Regions from separate parts of the Mus musculus genome. Here region 1 is linked to region 2. A link is a contact called in public promoter capture Hi-C data. All regions are on one chromosome and are shown on one strand. Each heading gives the region's core, a stretch centred on a gene start, on an enhancer-like site or on the middle of the called end of the contact. The rest is flanking DNA. Distances are from core to core; before and after follow the strand shown.

Region 1 (7,257 bases), core at 2,352-4,851, 130 kb before region 2:
CTGAAAGACTTCTTTCCAAAACACTAATGCTTGTTTTTTGTTGTTGTTGTTGTTTGGTTTTTGTTTTTGTTTTTGTTTTGTTTTTTTGTTGTTATTTTTTGTTTTTTTTTTTTTTGTTTGTTTTTTTGCTATCTTTATTCCTCAGGGTTTTTGTAGGGCGCGTGTTTCCCTGGCCTGGGGTGATTTTTTATGTGATGGTAAGTTGCCCATGATAGAAAAGATGAGAAGCACTTGCCCAATGGGAACGTTCCCTTGGCCTATTTGGCTTTGGGGGATTCCACAGAGGTCAAAATGCTAAGCCTTCCTGCAGATTTAAGAACTGGCAGCTGCCCTGTGGCTTTTAAGTGGCTGCTGCGTTACCAGGTTTTCTTTTTGTTTTAAGGAGAAGTTAGATAGAGAGTCTTTGCCAACACCTGTTGTGGGCTGTCGGGGGTTTAGACAGAGGCCAGAGGGACCTTCAGCCAACAACGGAGAGTAGCTCTGGCCAGGCTTCAGTTGCCCTTTTAGTTTGTCTAAATCCATGCAATGGCGCTGACCGAAAGGACAGTAGGAAAAGACAGATTAATTGTTTCCAGAGCTGGGGGCAGGGGGAGCACACCTTCCTGCAGTATCCATTCAGTGCAGTCGTGTCTATAAGAGTCCCACATCAGGAGCCAACTGTGGGCCTGGGTAGCAGAGGTTTTCCATGGAGATCTCTGGCCAGGTCTTGTGCAAGGGTTTCGGCAAAGGGAAGCTAGTGCAGGCAAGGAGATGAAGTCTCCACCATGTCTTCCAGGTCACTCGGTAACTCTGAGACACTTTGCACTAGTTGGGTCTGCCTGGGCCGACAAGAAGTCAACTATCCAGTGATAGAGAGACACACACCTCTTCTGCGGGGACTGTGGGGACCGTAATTTCAATAGGAGCCAGGGGTTAAGGAGACATGACCAAATACTTTCCATCCCATGTAGGTGGAAATCACCACCCATCCAGTCCCTGGGGTTCCAGACCTTTGTTCTACTAAGACCAGTCTGACTGTGAGCAGCTCACTGCCCCCACACAGGTTCATATGAAAGAAGACTCCATGGGATGATTTTCATACCTTTTCAGTGTATTGAAGACAAATGACCCTCTTAAGTGACCATCTTTATACATCTAGCACAGGGATTAATGGAACCATGTGAACAAATATATGCATAGTCTTTTATTAGATAATAATCAGAGAAATCAATACATATGTGCATCAGGACGTGGGAGTGTTTACACTCCGTGTCAGCATCAGCTCTTTCTGGTAAGAAACTGGCAATAAGAGCACCAGAGTGAGTCTCACTGACTAGTCCTGATAGAAGAGGAGTGGCCAGAGGTATGAGAGGTTTGGTGCTTAGGACACTGAAGATGGTGCCTGGGAAAGACAGGGAAGGATAAAAGGGAGGCTACACAAGGATGTTGACAGTAAATTCTTTCTACTATTCAGTAAAAGGGGGATAGCATCCCCATACATGAAATCTGTCATTTGGGGTGACCTAAAAGTACAGCACCTGAAGTATGACAAAGTACTATTTGCTATGTCACCAAACCTCCTTCCACATATCTTTCTTTGTTCTTTTAACTTGTCATTGTGGTCCTTCCTTGACATCTGAACAGGGTTCATTCTGATCCTTCATTTCTTACTTGACCCTTTTCCCCATCCCTGTCACACAGCCATCCGTGCAGAAGTGTGAGAAGTCAGGACAGGCAGACACAGGATCATAGCAACTATGGCCTCATCAGTCCTGGAGATGATAAAGGGGGAAGTGACCTGCCCATAAGAAGCCTAAGAAGAAGGACCAAAGTGTGGATGCTTCAGAGCTTCTTAGAAAGGGGAACAAAATACTCACAGGAGGACATATGGAGACAAAGTGTGGAACAGAAACTGAGATAAAGGCCATTCAGAAACTGCCCCACCTGGGGACCTATCCCATATACAGTCCCCAAAATCAGACTCTATTGAGTGTGCAGGAAGTGCTTTCTGATGGGAGACTGATAAGGCTGTCTCCTGAGAGACTCTGCCAGAGACTGACAAATACAGAGGCAGATGCTCAATGACAACCATTGGACAGAGAGCAGGGTCCTCAGTGTAGGAGTTGGAGAAGGGACTGAAAGAGCTGACAGGGTTTGCATCCTCATGGAGGGAACAAGAGTGTCAACGGGCCAGAACCACCAGAGCTCCTGGGAACTGGACCATCTACCAAAGAGTACACATGGAAGGAGCCATGGCTATGTCCACATATGTGGCAGATGATGGATGGCCTTGTTGGACATCAGTGGGAGGAGTAACCCTTGGGCCTGAGGATATTAGATGCATCAGTATGTGACAATGCTAGGGCAGGAAGATAGGAGTGGGGGAGGGGGAACACCTTCATAGAGGTAGGAGTAGGGGGTTTCCGAAGGGAAGACCTGGAAAGGGAAAAACATTTGAAATGTAAGTAAAGAAACTATCCAATAAAAAAAAAATCCTTAAAAAAAAAAAAGAAAAGAAAAGAAGATTGGTAGTGTGGCATTATTAGAGAAGGTATGGCATGGATGCAAGCTTTCAGGATTCAGTAGATTCTGACCACCAACAACAACATTTTCTCTCTGCCTCTGCCTCTTGTCTAGTTTGTGTCTCAAGGTGTGACTTCTCATTTCCTGCTCCAGCACCTTGTCTCCCTGCCTGGTGCCATGTGTCCTACTGTGGTGGTCATGAACTCTACTGTGAGCCCCAAATGAAACACTTTCCTTACAACTTGTCCCAGTCATGGTGTTTATCCCAGCAGTTCGGAGTAACTAAGACAGATCACATGCAGGAGCCACCACACCTGATTTTGTACAGTGCTGAGGGTCCACCATCAGACTCTATAATGATAGGCAAACACTACTCTCAGAGAAGCTCTACAGATTTCCACCTTTTATTCAGGGAATGGTGTAGCAGTAGTACTGGTCTTTAAACAAATCCTAAATCAAATGGGACCTTGTGAAACATCCTGTAGAGGGACTCCTGGAAAGGGGAAAATGAATGAATGGATCAGCTCGGCACTGTGAAGGGACAAAGTCTATTCAGTTACAGAATACATAATCTGAGGGACATCATGGAACAACTGGAGAGCCCTCTGCAGCTCACTGCTCTCTCTGCTGTGAGGGTGGTGAGGTGTTTCTGCCTGGCTCTGCACATGACTCCTCCCCATTCTGTCCCTGATGGGTGGGAAATCTTGCTTGTGTGGCAGCTCCCTGAACTGCAACTTCCTTCCTGTTCTCTTCCGGTAAGAGTCCAGCTCCAACCTCAGAGGAACACGGCAGCTTTCTGTCCCTAGCCTTGTTTTTCCTTCCCTTTAGGCCACACCTGCCACCAAGGCAAAGCCAAAACAGGAGCTCAAGTGCAGGAGAAGCCCATGGGGAAGGCTTTCTTTCCACATTCCCAGAGGGTCAGGAACTTTTTGGTTGATTGTATCATGAGTCTGAACAAGTGACATAACAAGTTTCTGTAGTTCTGAAAAAAAATGTCCCAAGTTACTGGAAGGCAAAGCTGACCTAAGGCAACTGACTCCCTCTGGTGGTAAAACCTCAGATATTGATGGGGTACCACCCCACTGGTTGGTTGTTTTTAGTTTCTTTTTCTCAGTTCCTGCCCTCACAGTCTTAACTTTCATTTCTCTACTGGCTCCCAAGAGGACCAGCACAGTTGGCTGAATCCTCAGGACTTAGACTCTTGCCTGTGTTTGCTCCTCTCCACAAATCCTGGGTCTCTTGGTTGGTATCTGAAGGTGTGAGCCAATTTTCAACTGCAGAGTTTGGAGGAATTTAGAAGAAGACACAGTCTTTGCTCTGGTGAGTTTAAGTTGAAGTTAAAAAGCAGGAAGAGGTTGGGGGGGAACTGCTGGCTTCCTGCTGAATATTATGGGGATGAGAGCCAGAGACAGGGTGGCCTTGAGGAAGACAGCTCTTATGACCTGTCTGGAAAGGTCCGTTATTTTTCCAAACAGACTCCAGTCTTTTTTCTAATCTTTAATTATGAGTTGCAGCATGAATCTTCTGCTCCAACACAGACACTGATTTCCCTCCAAAGAAGTAGTATAGCCAGAGGGGTGTTTGAAAAAAAAGGTTAAGATTTCTCTGAGTAATAGTAGATTTACCCATGATTCTAAGGGCTTATTTCCTTTGATCTTTGTCTGTGATTGGAAGTCTTGATCTCTTTGCAGCCTCCTATTAATGTACTTGTACTATAAAATAGCCTGAAGTCTGTAGGGAATTCCTAATGTCACTTTAAAATCATTACCATTGCCTACCCTTCCCCATATGCCATATGTCCTGTATCTGAATCTAGATCACCCCAGACTAGTAATTCTGGATACAACGAAAGACGACACAGTAAGATCCAGAGTCCAAGGACCTAATAAGACCAAATCTATTTAGCTAATTTGGGTGCAATTAGTGGGCTGGAGGAGCACTTGCAAGTTTCTACCAGCTCCTAATTTAATCCCAAGGAAAGAGACAGAGGATAGGGTGAAAGGAAGATTGGATGAGATAGAGAGAAACAGAAAGAAACAGAGAGACAGAGAGAGAACAGCAAAGGAGCACTCTCAAGAAGTGACAGCTTTTTAATTCCTGTATATCCCAGGCTGACCTCATGGAATTGTTCTGTGTCAGCCTCCCCAGCTCCTGGGATTACACATGAACATTAGTGCCCTAGGAGGCACAGCAAGAGCTCCTAATTGAATTTGATGACATAAAAGAATGAAAAATGTCTGCTGATAGAAAGATCTAGAGATCTTGAGAACCATGAAAGAAAAGAAAGGACTTGGAGCAGGGAATCCAGGCTTCACCCAAACTAATGTAGACTCCAGAAGACACAGGTCAGGACTTCCTGTGTCCAGGTTGGCTTGAGGGTTCTCAAGAGCCCATTCATCCCCTTTCCCTTTGCTCTGTCTTGCTTTCAATCAGTTGTGTACACCTGTTTTCTGAACATAGCAATTAACTCTCTTAACCACCATATGTTATGAGATATTAAAATGCATGTTTTAGGGTTGTCCAGTTTTTAAATGTGGAAACGTCTAGGGGATACGTGTCAAATTGCTTCAAAAAATGATACTTTGTAAATGAGAGAATTTATTTGCCAGGCCTATTTGGAAAAGGACCATTTCTTCTATGGCATCAGTTCTTTGAACTCTCTTCATTCTTTTTATACCCTTTTTTTTATTACATATTTTCCTCAATTACATTTCCAATGCTATCCCAAAAGCCCCCCATACCCTCCCCCACACTCCCCTACCCACCCATTACCATTTTTTTTTTTGGCCCTGGCGTTCCCCTGTACTGGGGAATATAAAGTTTGTGTGTCCAATGGGCCTCTTTCCAGTGATGGCCGACTAGGCCATCTTTTGATACATATGCAGCTAGAGTCAAGAGCTCCGGGGTACTGGTTAGTTCATATTGTTGTTCGACCTATAGGGTTGCAGATCCCTTTAGCTCCTTGGGTACTTTCTCTAGCTCCTCCATTGGGAGCCCTGTGATCCATCCAATAGCTGACTGTGAGCATCCACTTCTGTGTTTGCTAGGCCCCGGCATAGTCTCACAAGAGACAGCTATATCTGGGTCCTTTCAGCAAAATTTTGCTAGTGTATGCAATGGTGTCAGCGTTTGGAAGCTGATTGTGGAGTGGTTCCCTGGATATGGCAGTCTCTAGATGGTCCATCCTTTCGTCACAGCTCCAAACTTTGTTTCTGTAACTCCTTCCATGGGTGTTTTGTTCCCAATTCTAAGAAGGGGCACAGTGTCCACACTTTGGTCTTCATTCTTCTTGAGTTTCAGGCGTTTAGCAAATTGTATCTTATATCTTGTATACCCTTTTTTTATTAGATATTTTGTACATTTCAACTATTAGCCTTTTCCTCACTTCCCCTCCAAAAACCCCCATCCCATCCCCCTTTCCCTTGCTCACCAACCCACCCACTCCTACTTCCCTCTCCTGGCATTCCCATACATTGGAGCATTGACTCTTCATAGGACCAACGGCCTCTCCTCCCATTAATGCTACATATGCTGCTGGAGCCATGGGACACTCCATGTGAACTCTTTGGTTAGTGGTTTAGTCCCGGGAGCTACTGGTTGGTTCATATTTTTGTTCCTTCTATGGAGCCTCAAACCCCTTCAGATCCTTGCTTCCTTTCTCTAACTCCTCCATTAGCGACTCTGTGCTCAGTCCAATTGTTGGCTGTGAGCATCCACCTCTGTATTTTTCAGGCACTGACAGAAAGACAGCTATATCAGGCTCCTCTCAGCAAGTACTTGTTGGCATCCACAATAGTGTCTGGGTTTGGTAACTGTATATAGGCTGAATCCCCAGGTGGAACAGCAACTGGATGGACTTTCCTTAAGTCTCTGCTCCACACATTGTCTCTGTATCTCTTCCCATGGGTATTTTGTTCCCCCTTCTAAGAAGGACCAGAGTATCCACATTTTGTTCTTCCTTCTTCTTGAGTTTCATGTGGTCTGTATTTTGGGTATTCGGAGCTTCCGGGCTAATATCCACTTATCAGTGAGTGCATACCATGTGCATTCTTTTGTGATTTGGTTACCTCACTCAAGATGATATTTTCTAGTTCCATTCATTTGCCTAAGAATTTCATAAATTCATTGTTTTTAGTAGCTGAGTAGTATTCCATTGTGTAAATGTACCACATTTTCTGTATCCATTCCTCTGTTGAAGGACATCTGGGTTCTTTCCAGCTTCTGGCTATGAACATAGTGCTATGAACATAGTGGAACATGTGTTCTTATTACATGTTAGAGCATCTTCTGGGTATATGCCCAGAAGAGGTATAGCTGGGTCCTCGGGTAGTACCATGTCTAATTTTCTGAGGAACCACCAAACTGATTTCCAGAGTGGGTATACCAGTTTACAATCCCACCAGCAATGGAGGAGTGTTCCTCTTTCTCCACATCCTCACCAGCATCTGCTGTCACCTGAGGTTTTTGTTTGTTTGCTTGTTTGGGTTTTTTTTTTTTCTGGTTTTGTTTTTTTGGTTTTTTTGGTTTGTTCTTTTTTTTGTTGTTTTGTTTTGTTTTGTTTTGTTTTGTTTTGTTTTGTTTTGTTTTTCCAGACAGGGTTTCTCTCTGTAGAGCTCTGGCTGTCCTGGAACGCACTCTGTAGACCAGGCTGGCCTCGAACTCAGAAATCCTCCTGTCTCTACCTCCCAAGTGCTGGGTTTAAAGGTGTGTGCCACCACCGCCCAGCTCACCTGAATTTTTGATCTTGGCTATTTT
Region 2 (6,822 bases), core at 3,130-5,629:
CTTTTAACTAATGTGTCTCATTTTTCTGCAGTTCATGTGACTCTACATCAAAAAAAGGCAAACATTGTCATTAACAAAGAGAAAAAGACAAATGCAGCATGCAAATTCCTATAGAAGGAATTTGCAAATTTCTGAGATCTATCATTTTGTTGTCCTGGGATATCCAACTATTGGCACAGGGGAACAATACCTGGAAGTAGACATGTGTAGAAGTGATGCCTGGCTCCTGGGATTATATCATGGACCACATGCAGTACCCCAACTTTGTTCTATGAATGAAATGTTCCCTAATGTCAAATTTTATGATGATGATATACAGCATGAAACTTATCAGTCTAAATATGGCTACCGGGTTCTAGGGATGGAAATAGGCCTGTATATGCCTTTGATAAGTGTCCTGTCTCCTACAATTCAGTGTCTTGGCCCTCTCTCTGTCTGGTCCTCTCAGTCATGTTGGAGTTTTCCTGCACTGGGAAGCTAGGAGTCTCTCGTTTTATAATATTTCTACCTATGAAGCTTTCATCTATTGGTTCTATGACCCTTCCTTCCCTGATACGGTCAACCCATATTTTAATCCTATTGAATGTTCAATGCCAATGACAGTATGCATACCACCCTCTTAAATCCTCACGTATATCTATACAGTGCCCTATGTCTGGTGTAGCTCATGTGCCTGAGCTCCAGTGTCATTTCTACTTTTCCTGGTTTTGGTCCTTCCATTTTCATGACTTTCCTTTCCTTTCTAAATACAAACCAGTATAGACTCATTTCCTTGATCCAGTTCTTTCTCTGTTTACAGTGCAATAATACTTCATCATTTTCCATAATCCCGAAGAAACAGCTGTTTCACCTTTAGAAGAAGTAGCACCTCTGATCCACCCACCACTGTTGGAACACAATCAAAAGAATGCCACAGGATGGTGAACAATGCCTTGGAGACCTGTGACAGAGGCCCCAGAAGGGGAATAAAGGCAGAGGGACTGTTACCTCAAATGGATTCTGTTCCCTGGATTGTTCTTGGATGTGATTTCATGCCTGTTGGGAGAAAAATTCTCATTCAATTTATAAGAGTTGCTTATTCTTGTTGGATGTCGGAATATAGCTACAGATCCATTCTGGTGAAATCATATGCTGACTATTGCCCACAATGTATCCTGAATCTGAATATGGCCTTGTCCCTTGCTTTCATGATTTACCAGATATAACCTATAGTAAACTTCAGCCAATTGTGTCTAAATGTTTCTGCCTTGAGAAAGTTCCAGGTGGGGCTCTCTGTTAATATTTAGTATATACTTACTAGCACATATTTACTTATATTTCTAAACTCAAATAACCTTTCCTGAATTGTAGTTTTCTTTGTATACTCTTATATAAAAGTACTGAAGTACAGTCTGCAGCATTATATTATATTATGCCCCATTCTTTCAAGTCTTCAAACCCCATTTCTTTCTGACAGATTGACCTGGTTTGTGGTGCCAGAGACAGAATTCAGGTTTTCACGTATGCTGAGAAGGTACCCCATTATGGAGCTTCCTGCCCCAACTCTGTCTGGTCTCCAAAGCCACATTCTTTCTGTCACTCATAAAAGATAAACGAAAGTTCTTCTGCAGCTGGCCTAGTAGTTTTGAAAATTATGTGTAGGAGTATGTCGCTAAGGAATGGGCCTTAGCAGAAGGTTAGTTTAGCTGCAATGCTTGCGCCTCATCAAATAGTTAAGAAGGAAATATTTCAAATGGTATCAAATAAGACTCCTTTGTAAGCTTAGATTTTTCAAACCTACTTTAATAAGGGTTCTTTGGTGCTTTAACCTCCCCTCTAGTCCATCATCCACCAGACTGTGAAAAGAAAAGGTTAATATGGCACAGGAGGATGTGGACCTCTTTAGAAATACTTCTTTGAGGTGAATCTATCTGCACTGTCAGGATATCAGCTGTTAAGATCACAGAAATCAACAGTTCTAGCTCAATCTGCTTGCAAACACCATACCGAATCAGCAATGGCAATTTCTTCCGGAAGAAACGGCGAGGTTCTGCCAATCACCCTAAGACCAACAAAGACCAGTAAAGACCAGTAAAGACCAGCAAAGAACAGCAAAGAACAGCAATGAACAGCTGTGTCTGTGAAAAATGCAAGAGAGAGTACTTACACGGAAGCAAGTAGAATCCAGATGCTGCATCACACCCTGGCAGAGGATGCAGCAGCCCATTCAAAACCGTGGCCATGCTTTGGTTGAAGAATGAGAATACCTGGAGTATAAACTCACAAGTGTTTTTACTTTTATCAAATTATAAATCTACATTTATACTTAAGATAAAAATGTTCAAATTAATGGATCTTCAAAATTCTTTTTGTTTAATATTTCCTCTCAAATCGTGTTCCATGGGAATCCCTTTCCTCTGTTAGAAATAAATGTCAATGTGTATTGCACACAGTTAGAATCACACACATGGTAGCACTGCTCACTGAAAGTGTGGCCAGTGCTTTGCTCACCTGGTCACCTTCATCCTTTTCACTGAGGTCAGAGGGTAATGGCAGACTAAATGTAAAGTCTAATCTTTGCAGAGTTGAGAGTGGAATTCTGCCTAGAGAGAACATTCATGCAGAGTTAGATCATAGTCTGGGTATTTAATAGTTTTAATTCCCAGACAGACTTTAGGAAGAAACAGAGAAAGCCTTAAGTAAAATGTAGAAAAGACAGAGACATGGTAGCTCCTGCCTCTCGTCCCTGAACTCAAGAGTTTGACAAATTAGTATTCCAAGGAATTAGAAACTATCCTAAACACTCTAAACACTTAGTGATTTCTAGCCCAGGCTTGAATATAGAGTAAATATCTGCCTCCAAAAAAAAAAAAAAAAAAAGGTAAAGGGTTTTTCATAACTATTAACATTTCAGAGGAATGGGAACATCAAAGCATTATTTGTAAGCAATTGTGTCCACAGCAAGAACAACAGTGAGACTTATGACCTCATCAAGATATGAAATTTAGGTAAGTGTATAGCTATGGATAGAGCACTAGCCCAGCATCCACAAGGACCGTGGTTCAATCACTGAAGTCAAAAGCAAAACTGAACAACAACAGCAAAAGTTCATGATCCCAGCACCGGGGAGGCTAAGGGAGCTAGAGCTCATTTAGGGTCAGGCTATCAGAAAGGAAGAAGAGTATAAGACAGTTGTAAGTATGTGAAATAAATTCAAACTACAGAGTTATGTCTGCTGTCACTCATCATTCCATATTTCAGAAGACAGAGACTGTAGGGAAATAATTAGAGAGGCAAACAGGAAAGGGGATGAGACAGGTGATGGTGGCTTCTCCAACATTCACTCACACAACTGACTTTCTTTAATTAATTTGTGATTTATTTATTTATTCTTCTCTTTCTTTCTCCCTTCCTTTTCTCTTTGGAAAGCTTCAGGTGTTTCCCATGCCATGCTGATGTCAGTCACCATGGCTGAGGATGGCTTTGACCTCCTGATCCTCATGCAGCCAGCTGCAAGGCAGTGGCATCCTGTGCCGGTTTGAATAACAATGGCCCCAAAGCCTAAGATCTTTTGAATACTTGGTTCTCAGCTATCAGGACACTGTTCAGGAAAGATTAGGAGTGTGGCATTCTTGAAGAAGGTATGGCATGGGTGTAAGCTTTCAAGATTCAATAGATTCTGACCACCAACACCATTCTCTCTCTGCCTCAGGTTTCTGTCAAGATTGTGTCTCCAGTTGTGACTTCTCACTTTCTGCTCCAGCACCATGTCTCCCTGCCTGTTATCAGGCTCTCCACTGTGGTGGTCATGAACTCTAACCCATAGGAACTGTGAGTGCCAAATTAAACACTCTACTTGTAACTTGTCCTAGTCATGGTATTTATCAGAGCAGTAGAAGAGTAAAGAAGATAGACCACAGGGGCCACCACAGCTGGTTTTGTACACTTCTGAGGACCATCCCAGTGCTTCATGCTTGATAGGCAAGCACTATGTCAACAGAACCTCATTCCCAGCTCTACAGATTTCCCCCTTCTAATCCGTTAGTGCTGAGTCACTATATAGGTGTTCAATACACCTCTAAGCCAAATAGGAACCTCCAAGACATTCTGGTGAGGGACTCCTAAAAGGGAGGAAATGAATGGGTGGATCATATCAGCACTGGAAAAGGACTAAGTCTGTTCGTTCAGCCACATAATACATAATCTGGAGGAGACCATGGGGCAGCTGGTGAGCCCTCTACAGCTCATTACTCTCTGCTGTGAGGGTGGTGAGGTGTTTCTGCCTGGCTCTGCACATAACTCCTCCCCAGTTTCCAGAGCCAGCCAATGCTGATATGAGGGTAACTTCCTCAGTCAGTGGGGTTCTGCAGGCTTATGCAAAGGCATCTCATTGGTCTGTAGAGTTGTGGTTTCTGTTTCATTTCCAGAGCTCAAACTTTCCTTTCTCTAGATTTTAGCCGGAAATACCTTGAAGTTCTGGATTGGTGAGTTAATTCTCCCTGGTTTACAACTTTCTGGCGTCTGATAAAGGGCTGAGCAATTTTAGGGGGCAGATTTTTGAAGACTTTGAAAGGAGAACATTGCTTTTGTTTGGGTGAGTTTATCCTGTAAAAGCGGGGGAGGGAAAGGGGGACGGGCTGCCGGCCTCTGGCTGAAAATGCAAATGGGGGAGCTTGAGGGAGGTGCCTCCTCAACAACAACAACAACAAAAAACTACTTTAAAGATGCCTGTTGTCCAGATTTAGTCTCCCCCTTCCGATTCACAATCTGTAATTTTGAATCGTACCTTGTCGACGAGATCCAGAACTTTGTTGTCTATGACAGTCATTCTTTTTCCAGGCAGCAAAGCTGGATCAGAGCCTCTGCTTTTTACTGCGTTTTTGTGTGATAAAGTGGTACTTCCGCATACTCTAGGGCTGTGGTTCTTTACCGGATCAGACCCGTTTGAATGACCTTTTCACGGGAGTTTCACTTTAGATATCTCGCATGTCATACATTCATATTATGATTCAAAACTGTAGAAAAATATAGTTAAGAGGAAGCAAAGACCACAGTTTTATGGTTGCGGTCAATACAACACGAGAAAGTTTTCTAAAGAGTTGCAGCATTAGGAAAGTTGCAAAATACTCCTCTAAGAGAACCAGAGTTTCTCTCAGTTTAGTAACAAAGACTGAGAGCCTGTTATTTAGTCATCGACCCTGTTTGACAGTCCCAAGCCCGGGAATAACTTCAGCTATTTCCTTCTCCTTCAGATATTTTCTCCATACCAATATAAACTTCAGCCCAGCTTGAGATTCCAGATACACAGGAGCAGAAGGATTATAAATTGATGGCCATCATCAGCAACTCAATAAGACTCATTCATAGAATATTTTTTTAAAAGACATCTGTGACTTAGTTCAGTGATAGGGTACTTTTCAATCTTTGGGTTCAGTTCCCACGCAGAGGGGAAGGGGTGTTTGAAGATGGGAAAACTACTATGAGCATGCTCCAGTGACACATCTGAAGATTTCCCCCAAAGTGCCAACTTTTGTAAGGTTTCTTGGAGAGAGGATATGTTTTATGTTGCCCAGACTGGTCTTCAGCTCTTCCGACAGCCCCACTTCCAAGTCTCTGTAGTGTCAGGAGCACATGACTGCAACAGCCTCTTTCTACCTTTAAAGAATGAAAATTAAATTTTTGTTTGATGTTTAAAATGTCAAATTAAAAAAAAAAAGTTTGAGAGAGAGATGTGTGATTAGGGATATCATGGCTTTGCTCAAGCTGATCTAGGTGCCCAGAAGACATCCTGTCAAGGTTGATTTTGTGGGTTTTGCTTTCTCAACAATTGGTTCTTGTCCCTGTTCATAAGCCAGTGCTTTCATTCTTGAATTTGCTTGAGTTATCCTCCCCTCCAGAGACAGAGACAAAGAACAACAGCTCTGATTGTTCATTACATTTTACTTGGGTCTTTCTCATCAGCTTTCTCTTCCCTTCTGATAACTTTTGGTTTAGTTATTTTTTGTCTACTTGCCTGAGGCCAAGTATTAAGTTATTTACTTGAGATAATGTTTCTTTGTGTAATGTAGTCCTGGCAGGCTTCCCTCTTAGACTATCTAGACTGCTGAATTTGCTGAGACGTGTGCTCCCCTCTTAGACTGTCTGGAGCATAGAGTGGAATGCTGAGGTGTGTCCATCCATTATCATTTCATTTTTCAAAAACCTCCCTTTGATTTCTTCTTTGCTCATTGGTTTAGAGAATGGTGTATAATTTCCATATTTGTGAAATTTTTTCCAAATCTCTCTTTTGGTGATTTCTAATTTCATACCATTGTGGTTACAAAAGATGTTTCATATCATTTCATTCTTGATACATTATTAAAACCTCTTTTGTGGCCCTTCAGATGATCCTTCCAGAACAATGCTCTCCATGCGTATGCCGCTGTCTTTGGGAGTGTCCTGTGGCAGTTCAAGATCAGTTCCTTAATGACATCCTCTCTGCTTTCTTTTCTGCTTCATCTTCTTTTTTTTTTTTTTAAGATTTATTTATTTATTATATTTACATATACTGTAGCTATCTTCAGACACTCCAGAAGAGGGCATCAGATCTTGTTACAGATGGTTGTGAGCCACCATGTGGTTGCTGGGATTTGAACTCCGGACCTTCGGAAGAGCAGTCGGGTGCTCTTACCCACTGAGCCATCTCACCAGCCCCTGCTTCATCTTCTTGTGGAACACTCATAAGAAGTATACTGATTTTCTAAATAATGCCCCATAAATCATCATCTTTGTTCTTGTCATGACCTCTGTCTTTGACATGACACTGTAAGAGTGATGGTATTCATTTATTTATCTTTTTATTTT

The links. Promoter capture Hi-C pulls out the DNA fragments that hold promoters and counts their contacts.
Region 1: a contact with region 2 is called in a promoter capture Hi-C map of macrophages, with 7 read pairs. The contact joins the promoter of Trim30a here to the promoter of Trim12a in region 2. A contact is called at or near these places in 1 of 39 promoter capture datasets (macrophages), 1 of 15 datasets of contacts at CTCF or cohesin (CD8 T cells), 6 of 484 Hi-C or Micro-C datasets (B cells, CD4 T cells, double positive thymocytes and 2 more), 4 of 115 datasets of contacts at active chromatin or transcription factors (CD8 T cells, bone marrow-derived macrophages, effector CD8 T cells and 1 more) and 2 of 9 other capture datasets (liver and macrophages).

Annotation. Positions count from the first base shown.
Region 1 is chr7:104,442,469-104,449,725 of GRCm38.p6, reverse strand. Trim30a (tripartite motif-containing 30A) reads left to right here and starts at 3,601. Exons shown (of 8, transcript NM_001357467.1): 1 at 3,601-3,822.
Region 2 is chr7:104,313,052-104,319,873 of GRCm38.p6, reverse strand. It overlaps Trim12a (tripartite motif-containing 12A), which reads left to right and starts at 4,379. Exons shown (of 8, transcript NM_023835.2): 1 at 4,379-4,463. It overlaps Gm15133 (predicted gene 15133), which reads right to left and starts at 4,843. Exons shown (of 7, transcript NR_040749.1): 1 at 4,766-4,843; 2 at 2,491-2,578; 3 at 2,147-2,246; 4 at 1,987-2,041; 5 at 988-1,035. It also overlaps the pseudogene Gm17788.